Linked DNA regions of Gossypium hirsutum: region 2 is linked to region 1. Evidence: chromatin contacts called from public Hi-C data. All regions are on one chromosome and are shown on one strand. The core of a region is the stretch at or near the end of the contact, and the rest is flanking DNA. Distances in the headings are between cores, read along the strand shown. Region 1 has its middle 34 kb from the start of LOC121211384. Region 2 has its middle 84 kb from the start of LOC121212042.

Evidence for each region. A called contact is a pair of places that touch in the nucleus more often than the background predicts.
Region 2: a contact with region 1 is called in a Hi-C map of hypocotyl, with 4 times the contacts expected there. The contact joins two enhancer-like sites. A contact is called at or near these places in 2 of 34 Hi-C or Micro-C datasets (hypocotyl and leaf).

What each region holds. Positions count from the first base shown.
Region 1 is chrA12:44,393,537-44,398,851 of Gossypium_hirsutum_v2.1, reverse strand. It overlaps the pseudogene LOC107924374. Among protein-coding and RNA genes, the nearest start is that of LOC121211384, 34 kb to the left of the region's middle. Within about 2 kb of position 1,636, at least 8 of the 9 cell types and tissues checked have an H3K27ac peak or open chromatin away from gene starts, as enhancers often do. A contact at or near this core is called in hypocotyl, where this site is marked.
Region 2 is chrA12:45,196,336-45,201,772 of Gossypium_hirsutum_v2.1, reverse strand. No RefSeq gene overlaps it. Among protein-coding and RNA genes, the nearest start is that of LOC121212042, 84 kb to the left of the region's middle. Within about 2 kb of position 3,317, at least 1 of the 9 cell types and tissues checked has an H3K27ac peak or open chromatin away from gene starts, as enhancers often do. A contact at or near this core is called in hypocotyl, where this site is marked.

The sequences.
Region 1 (5,315 bases), core at 387-2,886:
ATTTACACATACAATAAATAAATAAATAAATAAACGCCCAGTCAAGTGAGGACCAACAAGGGCATCCGAAATGGCGTAGATGTGCAACAACTGCAATTCCCTGTTGGGGGTAAAGAGAATAAATTAATAAAAGGCAAAGATCGGAGCAAGTTTTTAGCAATAAGAAAGGAGTAAAATTTACTTGGTTTTGGTCCCTAAGGTCTTTGAGAAAGACAGGCTGATCAGCAGCAGTGAAAATGGTAACATCCCCAAGGACGTCACCTATATCTGCACTGAATTCAGAGGTAGAGGCTTTTCCCACGACCCCAGAGTTGTTGGTGCCATTATTGCATGTGAAAAGCTTGGCTGGTTTTAGTTTTATAGGAGAAGAAATGGGGAATTTTAATGAAGGAATTTGAGATCCAAATTTAAGAGAATTAATTGAAGAAAAATATAGAGGTCGCACCGATTGCAGGTTTTGTGAAGGTAAGGTGGTCATTGTAGGGATACAGAGGGTGGGAAACTGAAAACTTTCCAAGAAACAAAAAATGGTCGATTTATTTTGACCCCAATTTTATTTGATGAAATTTGTGGAGGGAGGAATTTCTTGTTGCTGGATTGGTGGTTGAGAGATCATCAACGTTTCTATTGTGTGGGCTGCTTATTTGGATTAGGTTTTCAATTGGCTGGGATCTAGCCCACTAAATCACTTCTTTTTTTCAAGTCCAATATTATTTCCTTTCTAAGAGTTTTTACCATCTTTTCGTGGCAGTATTGCCATTAGACTGCTCAATGATTCCATAATTAGATAACTGATTAGCCATTGACTACCACCAACTTAAACCTCCTCCTAAGTTTTAAATTGGTAACTAAATTTTTTTGGGTCAATTAAATATTTGAATTTAATTTTTTAGTTTAAATTGGTACTTAAATTTAATTTTTTTTTCAAATTAATATTTACAATGAATGACTTATTTAAACCAATTTGAATTATGAAGCTAAGTTCAAGTACCTAATTGGACACACAAAAAAAAAAAAGCTTAAATAACTAAACTAAGTTCGACATCCTTTTCTTTTATCGGTAGTTCCACCAATTGATATGTTTCTACAAATAAATTGAAATTTAATTTCTTTCATTGGATATTCAATTTTTCGAAACTTATAAAGTTCTTCCGTTAAGCCTCGATCCATGAGCGCACAAAATCTTTCAAATTGCATCTGATTCGGCTTAAGTATTATAAACATTTTTCCATTTTCATCCCCAAACATTTTAAATTTCCCATTTCTCAAAATAATCCTACTCTTTTTTCATTATTTATCAAATGACATAAATTAATTCAATAATGATACAACTAAATGAAATTTTGTCTAATTTCATATAGGATACGAAAAAAATTATACTCAAATTTGAATTTATATTTACAATAAACAGAATTTATAAATGAGATTTAGCCGCATAGACTTTTGAATAGAATAAACCTCTACCATTATTATTATGATATTACATATTCCAATAACCAATAAAGCATTGCTCTCGATTTTGACATATCAAACATATAAATCAAATAGCCAGTGGGCCTTGAAGAGTATTGCTAGGCTTCCATCATAGTAACCACTTCTAATCAAACATCTAATCAAATTGGTGCCCTCTAACTAAGCTGAAACTGGGCTGATTGAAAGCAACGCATGTCCATAAAAGGGTGAATATCATCTTCAGTACCTTGCACCCCCTCAAATTGCACACTTATTGGTGGCAGATCATGAAGCAATCTTTAGCTAAAAAACAAACCTTGCTAGGTAAAATTAATCTCCAAAGGGTTATTCGGCGTTCTGATACACAACTTGTCTCTCTCTTAGCTATGTAGTCCCTCAGTCTCAACCTCTTTAGCATGCACTAATCTGTAAGCAGATTTTACTACGAAAATATTGTAGTATGAAAAGGTTCGCATTTTGTCCGACTGAAGTTGGGATTGAATTTGAATTTTATATTTATTTTTAGATTTTTGTTTAATAGTTTATTAATTTATCATATTTATAGCTTTTTTTATTAATTAAAAAAGAAAATAGAATGTTAAAAACATGAAAAGTTTAAAAAATTGAATTCTTGTTTTTATATATACTAGGTTTAATTTCAGGGGCTACACATGTAATATTATTAAATTATAATGTAGTAATACAATTCAATTACTTTTTAAAATATAATTAAAATAATTTTCATAATGTACCAATATGAAATCATAAATTTAAATTCAAAATATCAATGAAAGATAGCATAAATTTTGAATCTTAACATCAATGAAAAATCAAAATCAAAATAAATAATATTTTTCTATTTTAATATATTGATATGTAATTGTACGTGAATTATTTAAAATGTGAATATTACAATATTTTATTAAAATTTATGTATTTACCCTTGTGTATTAGCTAAAATTTCTTTTTCAATCAGGTATTGAAAATGTTAAAATGTCAAATTAGTCCTCCGAAAATAATTTTAAAAAAATCAATTAAGCTCCTCGTAAAAAAAGTGTACCTAATTAAGCTATTTGAGTTCATTTTTCCGCCAAAACTCTTGACGGATCGTTAAGTATTGACGCGGTATCCTACGTATAAAGAGTATTGATACTTATTTGTCAAAGAATGACACTTTTAAAGGTATCAATAAATATGTATTGTTTTCAAAATTCCAAATTGGCAAAACGCCAAAACGAATTCAATAAGTATTGATACCTATTTCTAAAGTTTTGAAAAAAATATATTTTGGTCCTTAATCATGCTCGAATCTATTCTATTGTATCTAAAAGCTCGATTTAGTTCTAGTTATATTCATAAATACTAATGTGCATGTGATTGTAATGGTTTAATGTTTTTATTTTTAAATCTAATTGAATGATATAATTTGTGTGTGATTGTTCTGGTGATTGTGGTAGCATTCTGTAGTTCGGGTTCGGCGACTGGATCGGGTTAGGGGTGTTACATAAGTCCTTGAAGAATTTCCTTGAATAAATATGATATTTATCTCTAAAAAGTAGTACTTCAATCACCAAAAGATAATAAGACTTTCATGTTTATCAAGCTTGTAACGACCCGAAAGTCAGTGGTGTCAAAAAGTGCAGTTTTAGAACCTCGTTTATGCAAATCAGACTCGCAAATATTGTTATTAAATATTTACGGAGTTACGTTAGAAGTGAATTGAATTTCAGACAAGTAATTTGGTCAAAATAGTGATTAATAAGGGTATAGGGACTAAATTGTAAAAGTGTCATATTACTATATATTTATAATAATTAGAAGTGAATTAAGGAATAAAATGATCATTATACCCACTTATAGGTTAGTGGACAGTAGCTTGGTTTATATTTATAAGAGAAATGTTATAAAATTTTAATAAAATAATAACAATTAATAAAATAAAAATAAAACACTTAATGGAAGAGAAAGCCAATGTTCTTTTCTTTTTTTTTTTCAACACTGAAATATAAAAGGACGAAGGAAGAACCCACGGCCTTAGGGTTCTCAAGTTTCAAGCTTAATTTGATTAGTTCAATTTAGTTATTTTTATTGTAATTTTTATGTTTCCTGTATCTCGATAGCTTAAGCTAGCTAATTCATAACTTATTTTTTTGGTGCTGTTAAAGATTGAGAATGTTTCCATGGATGACTAGTTGAAGCTTTATGTGTTAATTTGATAGATTTTAAGTTTAGAGTTGAAAAAGGATTAAATTGTAAAGTCAATTAATGGTTCTGTTCAATAAGGAGTAAAGTGCATAAATTTCTAAATTTGTGGTAGAAATGAAAAATAGGATGTTTAATTAGGACTATAGTGAAATTGGCATAAAAATTGGAGGCTAAATTTGAAAGTTATGCTAATATCCGTTTTAGGGGCTAAATTGAATAAAATACAAAATTTACATAAATTAGCAATTGAATGTGAAACTGGTTGTATATTGATAATTGTGTATGTTTTCTTTAATCTGTAGCTAACATTGACTCGAATCCCTCAAAAAAGAAAGGAAAAGATAGTCGTCTACGAATAGCTTGGAGTTTACAGTTTGTGTTTCTATAATCCGAACCATCTCAATTGTAGCTTTTTTATGTTAAATTGTATGGTAAGTTCATAAGGTGAGTGATAATTGATTCAGTGGGTTGAAATGATGTGATTGAATTGGCTATTTGTAATAAAGCCTGAATTGAATAGACTCATAAATATTGGATATTATTTAAAATGTGAAGTTGTGCTAAGTTGTGATGAACTATGTTGTTATAAATGAGAATTATGGATTTGTTATTGTGATTATGATATTGGAACGAAGAATTGATTATAAATGAATGTGAGAAATTGTTACCTTATTAACTATTCGGGCAAGGTCGGGTATAATTGACATGCCATAAGACAGGAAGAGTTCAGGGTTTTATGACTACATGTTAGGGAGTGCTAAGCACCCAATTTTTTGATTATACCGACTAATGCTGGGCAAATCTATTTGTTGTTTTTTACCGACCAGCGCAGGATGCCACTTATTATTGCGGATTTATCTAATAGACACTAGGTGCCAAATTGGTGTGTTGGTTGGATCCTTGTATCCATCTGAGTCCGAGTCATATTAATAGGGAAATAAAAATGGGAATCGAAATTATGATATGTGAAACAAATTGAAAGAAAGATGATTATGATTTTTGAATGCATATGATGGAAATTGAAATGGAATGGGATATTAATGCTTGATATCTCAATGAATATGAAATGGAATGTGATGTTTCATATTAGTATGTTTGTAAGGCTGGTTAATGAAGTTATGAACAAGTGAAAGTTACATGTTGGTTTGCATATCATCTATTATTTTAACTCATGCATTTGAATGTATTATATATTGTTTAAATGTTTAGATTATAGAAATACCACTGAGTTATATACCTAGCGTATGATTTTGTTTTTTGTGCGCAGGTTAGGTACTTTTTGATTGATCGTCAACTTCAACATCCAACGGTAATCCTAGACTCAGGGGTTGGTGATAATTTTGGTTTGGTCATGGCATGTACCTAAGAAAGTTATGTTGTGACACCTCTAACCCGTATCCGTCAGATTAGGTTTACGAAGCATTACCGTACAAACAAAAATTTAAACATACATTTCATATACTATCATAAACATATTATAAACCAATCATCACAAACATATTGTCCCTAAATCAAACCCTCGAGGCCCTAAAAACACCTTAGAAACAATTTGAGACTAATTTGAAATCATTTGGAAAGTTTATGAAAAAGTTACAATTTTTTGAATACAGGGGTCACACGGCTGAGACACCCGGCCATGTCTCAGGCTGTGTAACCTT
Region 2 (5,437 bases), core at 2,068-4,567, 800 kb before region 1:
TCTCATTTATACTATTCACAGTTCTCTTCCCACGGAGGACATCATGGCATAATTTTAGAACATCCGCTCCTACCACTTCCCAATTATCTTTAAAAAAACTTCCTAAAAGGCCATCAATTCTAGGAGCTTTTCTAGGGTACATTTGGTTGAAAGCTTCCACTAGTTCCTTGTTAGTGAACTCCTTGGTCAAATTCTCGTTCATTTCCCGTGATACACAATTATCAATATATTCAGCATTCAATTGGGTATTAGAAGATAAAGATGAAACAAATAAATTTTGAAAATACTTTCTAGCCGCCGCACAAATGTCCTTCGTATTTTCTTTCAAGCATCCATGAATATCTTTGAGCCTATCAATATCATTTTTTTTTCTATTAGTTGCTCTAACGTGAAAAAACCTGGTGTTTCTATCACTTTCTTTTAGCCACTGGATCCTTGACTTTATGCCCAGTACTTCTCCTCTTTGTCCAAAAGATGCCCGAGCTTCAATCTCATGACTTTTAATCTGTTCCCATCATACCTACTACCCGGACCATTAATGATGTTATTAATTTTTAACTTCAGGATCACCATTTGGTTTCTCATCTTATAGAATTGTTCGTACTGCCAAGGACCAAGGGTATGGCCCACCAATTCTATCTTTTCTAAAATGTCTATTGTGTTGTCATTCAACACCTTCTTAATAATCTCCTTGGCATCTTTCTCCTTTGACTAGCATATATCATATCTAAAACTAAGTCTTTGATCCCTAGCTCCCTCTTTCGGCTTACGACCAATGGTGTTAAGACAACTTGCATTGTGATCCAAGCTTAACTGATGAATGACTTTTGTTTCGATGAAAGGAAAATTTGCCACCTCATCAACCGATATCATAAAATGATCGAGTCTCTCTTTAACCATGGCATTCCCTTCACGGTTGTTGACCCAAGTATACTAGCCCTTATCCGTCTTTAAGTTAACTAAAGAGAGCTCCTCAACAACCTCACGAAACTCATCCAACAAAGCTCTAGGTTTCCTACGTCCGTTCTCTTTTTCCAAGCCGTTTAGAATTGCATCGGAGTCTCCTCCTATAATCCAAGTTTCCTTGACAGTGCTTCTCACCCTTTTCAACATGTCTCACGAGCTTCTTCTATTGTTAGGGTCGACATTTCAGTAAAACCCCGTGAATCTAATGAAATCTTCGTTATCCATATGAATCAAATAATCAATATGATTTTTAGAATAATCTTTTATTTTAACCTTTGTGCCCTCCTTCTACATCATTGCAAGACCACCACTTTTTCCTATAACATTGACAACCATACATTCATCCATCATGTATTTGTTACAAATACGAGAAAACTTGTTATTTTGAACTTTAGTTTCGCATAGAAATATAACATCGGGATAATTTGCAATGAGAAGTTGTTTCAACTCTTGAACTGTCGCAGGGTTTCTAATCCCACAATAGTTCCAACATAAGAGCTTCATTTCTCTTGGCGGGGCTAGACACCAGCCGCCACCTTGCAAGGTGAGGTACCATCCATTAGTTTTCTGCGCACTAGGCAAATTGGGTTATCTTCAACGATGTCCCCATTTCCACCTCTTGATTTTTTTCCTTTTTGTTCAGTTCCTTCCTCCCCCATCACGTGTCTCCCGAGCTTGCCGTTTTTCAGTAAGAGGGCTTGACCCAGATTCTTCATCTCCCACTTTATTTTTTCTTTTTCAAATTCTCTCACCACTTCATTTGCTTCTTCTATTTTTTCTTTTTTATTTGCTTGTGTCTTACTATTACTTCCTTCCCCTCTTTTTAAGAACTCTACACCATTTCTCCAATTTCCTTTTCCTTGGGTTGTATTTCGCATTTGCACCCTTAACCAGTTTCTATATATATTGGGGTTCAGCTTTATCGAGTTTCTTTTGGCCTCTTTCTGCTATACATTTTTTTGTTTTATGCCCTATAATACCACATTTGTAGCAAAAAGCCTGGAGTCGTTCATATTTTATGGCACAAATAATTTCATCATTATGGCACAAACAATTTCATCATTCTTTTTTCCCACATAATAGACCACTCTTCTTAGAAGCATCAGTATATCTATTTTTACCTTAACTCGTATGTACTCTATCTACCCCCATCCATATCCCTCCAATCAATTGCTGTCACCTCACCAATTGCTTCTCCCACTTCTAACATTGTTTGTCTGTTCATTTGATTGAATGGTATGTTGTATATTCTCACCCAGAAGGGTGAGAGGTTGAAAGTATACTCTTCTATCTCCTTATCCTTCACATACAAAATTAGTGAAAACATATTTTGATCGAAAAGCCATGGAGCAAGGTTTAATATTCTTGTTCTATTATCCATATCCCCGAATTTAACCAAAATGACTTTTTCCTTTAGTTTCACAAAATTCACCTCTTCTTTTGTATACCACACAGACCGTAAAACCCTATACATTGCTTCTTTATTGATTTTTTCGTTCGTCATAACTTGCTAATCACCCATGCCTCGTGGCCCTTTGAAGTAAGTGAGAATCTGCTAGAACTAAACACCCTCTTTGATTCTTCTTCAGAGACAGACAACTTTATAAAAAGATCTTTCAATTCTTCCTCCATTGCTCAATCTGGGAAGAACCACAAAACACTGTTAAACCTCAATACACTCTCCCGAAACCACCTACGTGATACCTGAGCAAACCCCAGAAGGGGCTACCTACCGATCCTACACCTGCACAATAGAGAAACAGAGAGAAACACACATAGATCCAAATAAAAATAACCAATCGATAGGAAAGCAGAAAGAAAACAAGAAACTAGTACCACAGAGGCCAAGAAAATCTAACGAACATGAAAACTCACCAAATAAAAACCCCAAAGGAAAAATGAGTCACTAACAAAGAGAAAGAAGCACAGGCACCACAACGAAAAAACGATATGGAAAACAAGATAACAACCAACTTTTAAGGAACCTAACTCCTATAAACAATAGAAAAACACTAAAACCTAAAACGACCAAAATAAAGAGATAACAGAACACAAAAACTCAACACCAAATATAACACTAACCGGACTTGTCAAAAAGCCAATTTATTATTAACGTGAAAAAGTCAAAGAAAAGATTTACCATAAATGTTGTATCATGCATAGCCATACTAGATTTTGCATGAAAGAGGTACAAAAGCATGCATTCTATGATAAAAAAAAATTAAATGAAAGGACTAAAAAAATGCAAAAAGAGTGACACAACCAAGAATCGATGACCTTTCCCATCTAGCAGGGCCTAATTTAGTCTAGAAAGTTTATGACCACCCACATAAGCACCATCTGTACTCCTTGGAGGGCATTCCACTGATTCAACACAACCCCACCTCAGGTAGAGATAACAATCATTACACAACCATCCGATTATTCTTTTAGAAAGAATAAAGATGGACACAGCAAAAAACCAAGAACGAAAAACCTCACAATCTTAATATTTATAATAATATAATTTACTTTGTAATAAGAAGGTCTTTTTAGTTATTTTGTATCTGAGACTATATTATGTTTGATAAATTGAAAAAAATAAGTGTTGAATTGAAGTAGTAAAATTTGTTTAGTGTATTGTTTAAAATTAAATGATAATTATAATTATATTGTTTGATAAATGATAATATAATCTTAATTGAAATAGGATTAAATAAAATAAAAACAATAAATTTTATTCTTTATTGAGTGATAATTAGATTCCTATGTACTTTAAACATATAATATCTTTATCTTTAAGTAAACATATAATATCAGTTAGTGAAACTAACAATTAAGTTTTAATTCAGTTTAATAAATATTATTTGAGGTGTTTTACATATAATTTAAAAATATATATATACATACATAGAATTCAACCTAATATTTCAATTTTTTCTTTATCTCATTTTTATAATTTCAACTAAAGCTATTTTTTAACCTTTTTTAATCAAATCTAAAAAAAAACATATTTTTATTTTTTTTGTAATTAAAATTTTTGAATATTTAGAATTAAAATTAAAATGATAAAATGAGTAAATATTAAAAGTTAAATTTATTCAAATTGTTAAAGATTAAATTGAAAAAATATTTTTAAATATTATAGGTTAAATTTATTATTATGTCAATGAAAAAATTATAACGTCAATATTCCGTTAGAGATTTAAGAATACAGTTGTAACACCCCAAATAATTTATTTTTGCTTCTGTAAAATTTGATATAATTGTGTATCTGCTTTAGTGGTTAAGTATTTTGGGGTGTGTGTGAGAGGTATTAAGTTCAAGTTTTATCTTTAACAATTTTTGTTATTTTTACATCTAAGCCCTATCTTTGTTCAATGAGCTAATATTTAATTGTCTGTAATTTTATATCAAAATGAGCTTGTTGGTTTAAGTGATAAGGGAATTGGTGTGTTGGAGGTCTTGTGTTTGAATCTCTGTGCAAGCGTGGGTATTGTTTTTGCTTTGCTATCTGTAGCGTTTCGATGGAATTGGGTTTCTGAGGAAGTGGTTGTCAGTGGGATAGTGGAGAAGAATTTGGGGGATTCCTGATAACTTATCTGATATATTTTATTTTTATCTTTTTTTCCAAAATTTTCTCTTTTTCAGAAATTCCCAAGAGTTTGACGTTATTCCTTTTCTTTTTTTGCTCTCTACCATTTTTTCCCTTTCTCCTTCTTGCCGTCGTTTTTATTCCTGTTATCTTTTTGCTGCCAAATTTTTGTATTCCGTTATTTCGGTGCTCTTCATGCGTTACTGGTAAGTTTGGTAGGTACATTTATGTGTTGGTTATATAGATCATTGGTTAATGAGATTCGTTCGGTGTATACGAGGAGATCAAGGGGCTGGGACTTTTCAGTCAGTGGGCTAATTGTGCGAAATCTTCGTTATTCAATTGAAGGTAAGGGTGTTAGTGGAATTAAAGGGTTGTTTATCTCATTGTAGTTAAGATCGGTGTCGATTTAAGTGGCTAATTTGGTGTTTTGTTGGACAATTTTAAGTGTTGAGTGTCTCAGAGGTGTTGTTGCATCGAAACCATACTAGATGTGTTCCCAAAATGCAAAAATTTGAGTTTTGGTGAAAGCCGAAAAACTGCATTGTCGACGCCACATAGGCGTGTAGTCGCCCATGTCGCATGTGGCCGTGTGGTGGACAAAGGCAAGGTCGTGCGCAGCACACAACTGTGTGGTAGCTAGAGTGTGGCTGTGTGGGCCACACAGGCATGGCCAAATTGGGTGTGTGGGCCCACACGGGCATGTCACATGGGCGTGTGAACTTTGGGCTAGGCTGTATGGGCCACACAGGTAAAGGCCAATATGGGCGTGTGGGCCCATATTTTTGAAATTTTTTCTAGGGTCGCACGAGTCGCTCTGATCGACTGTGGGTCTATTGTAGGGTCTGTAAGGGCTATTTAAACCCTATTTTGAATGATATGATACTCTAATAGACT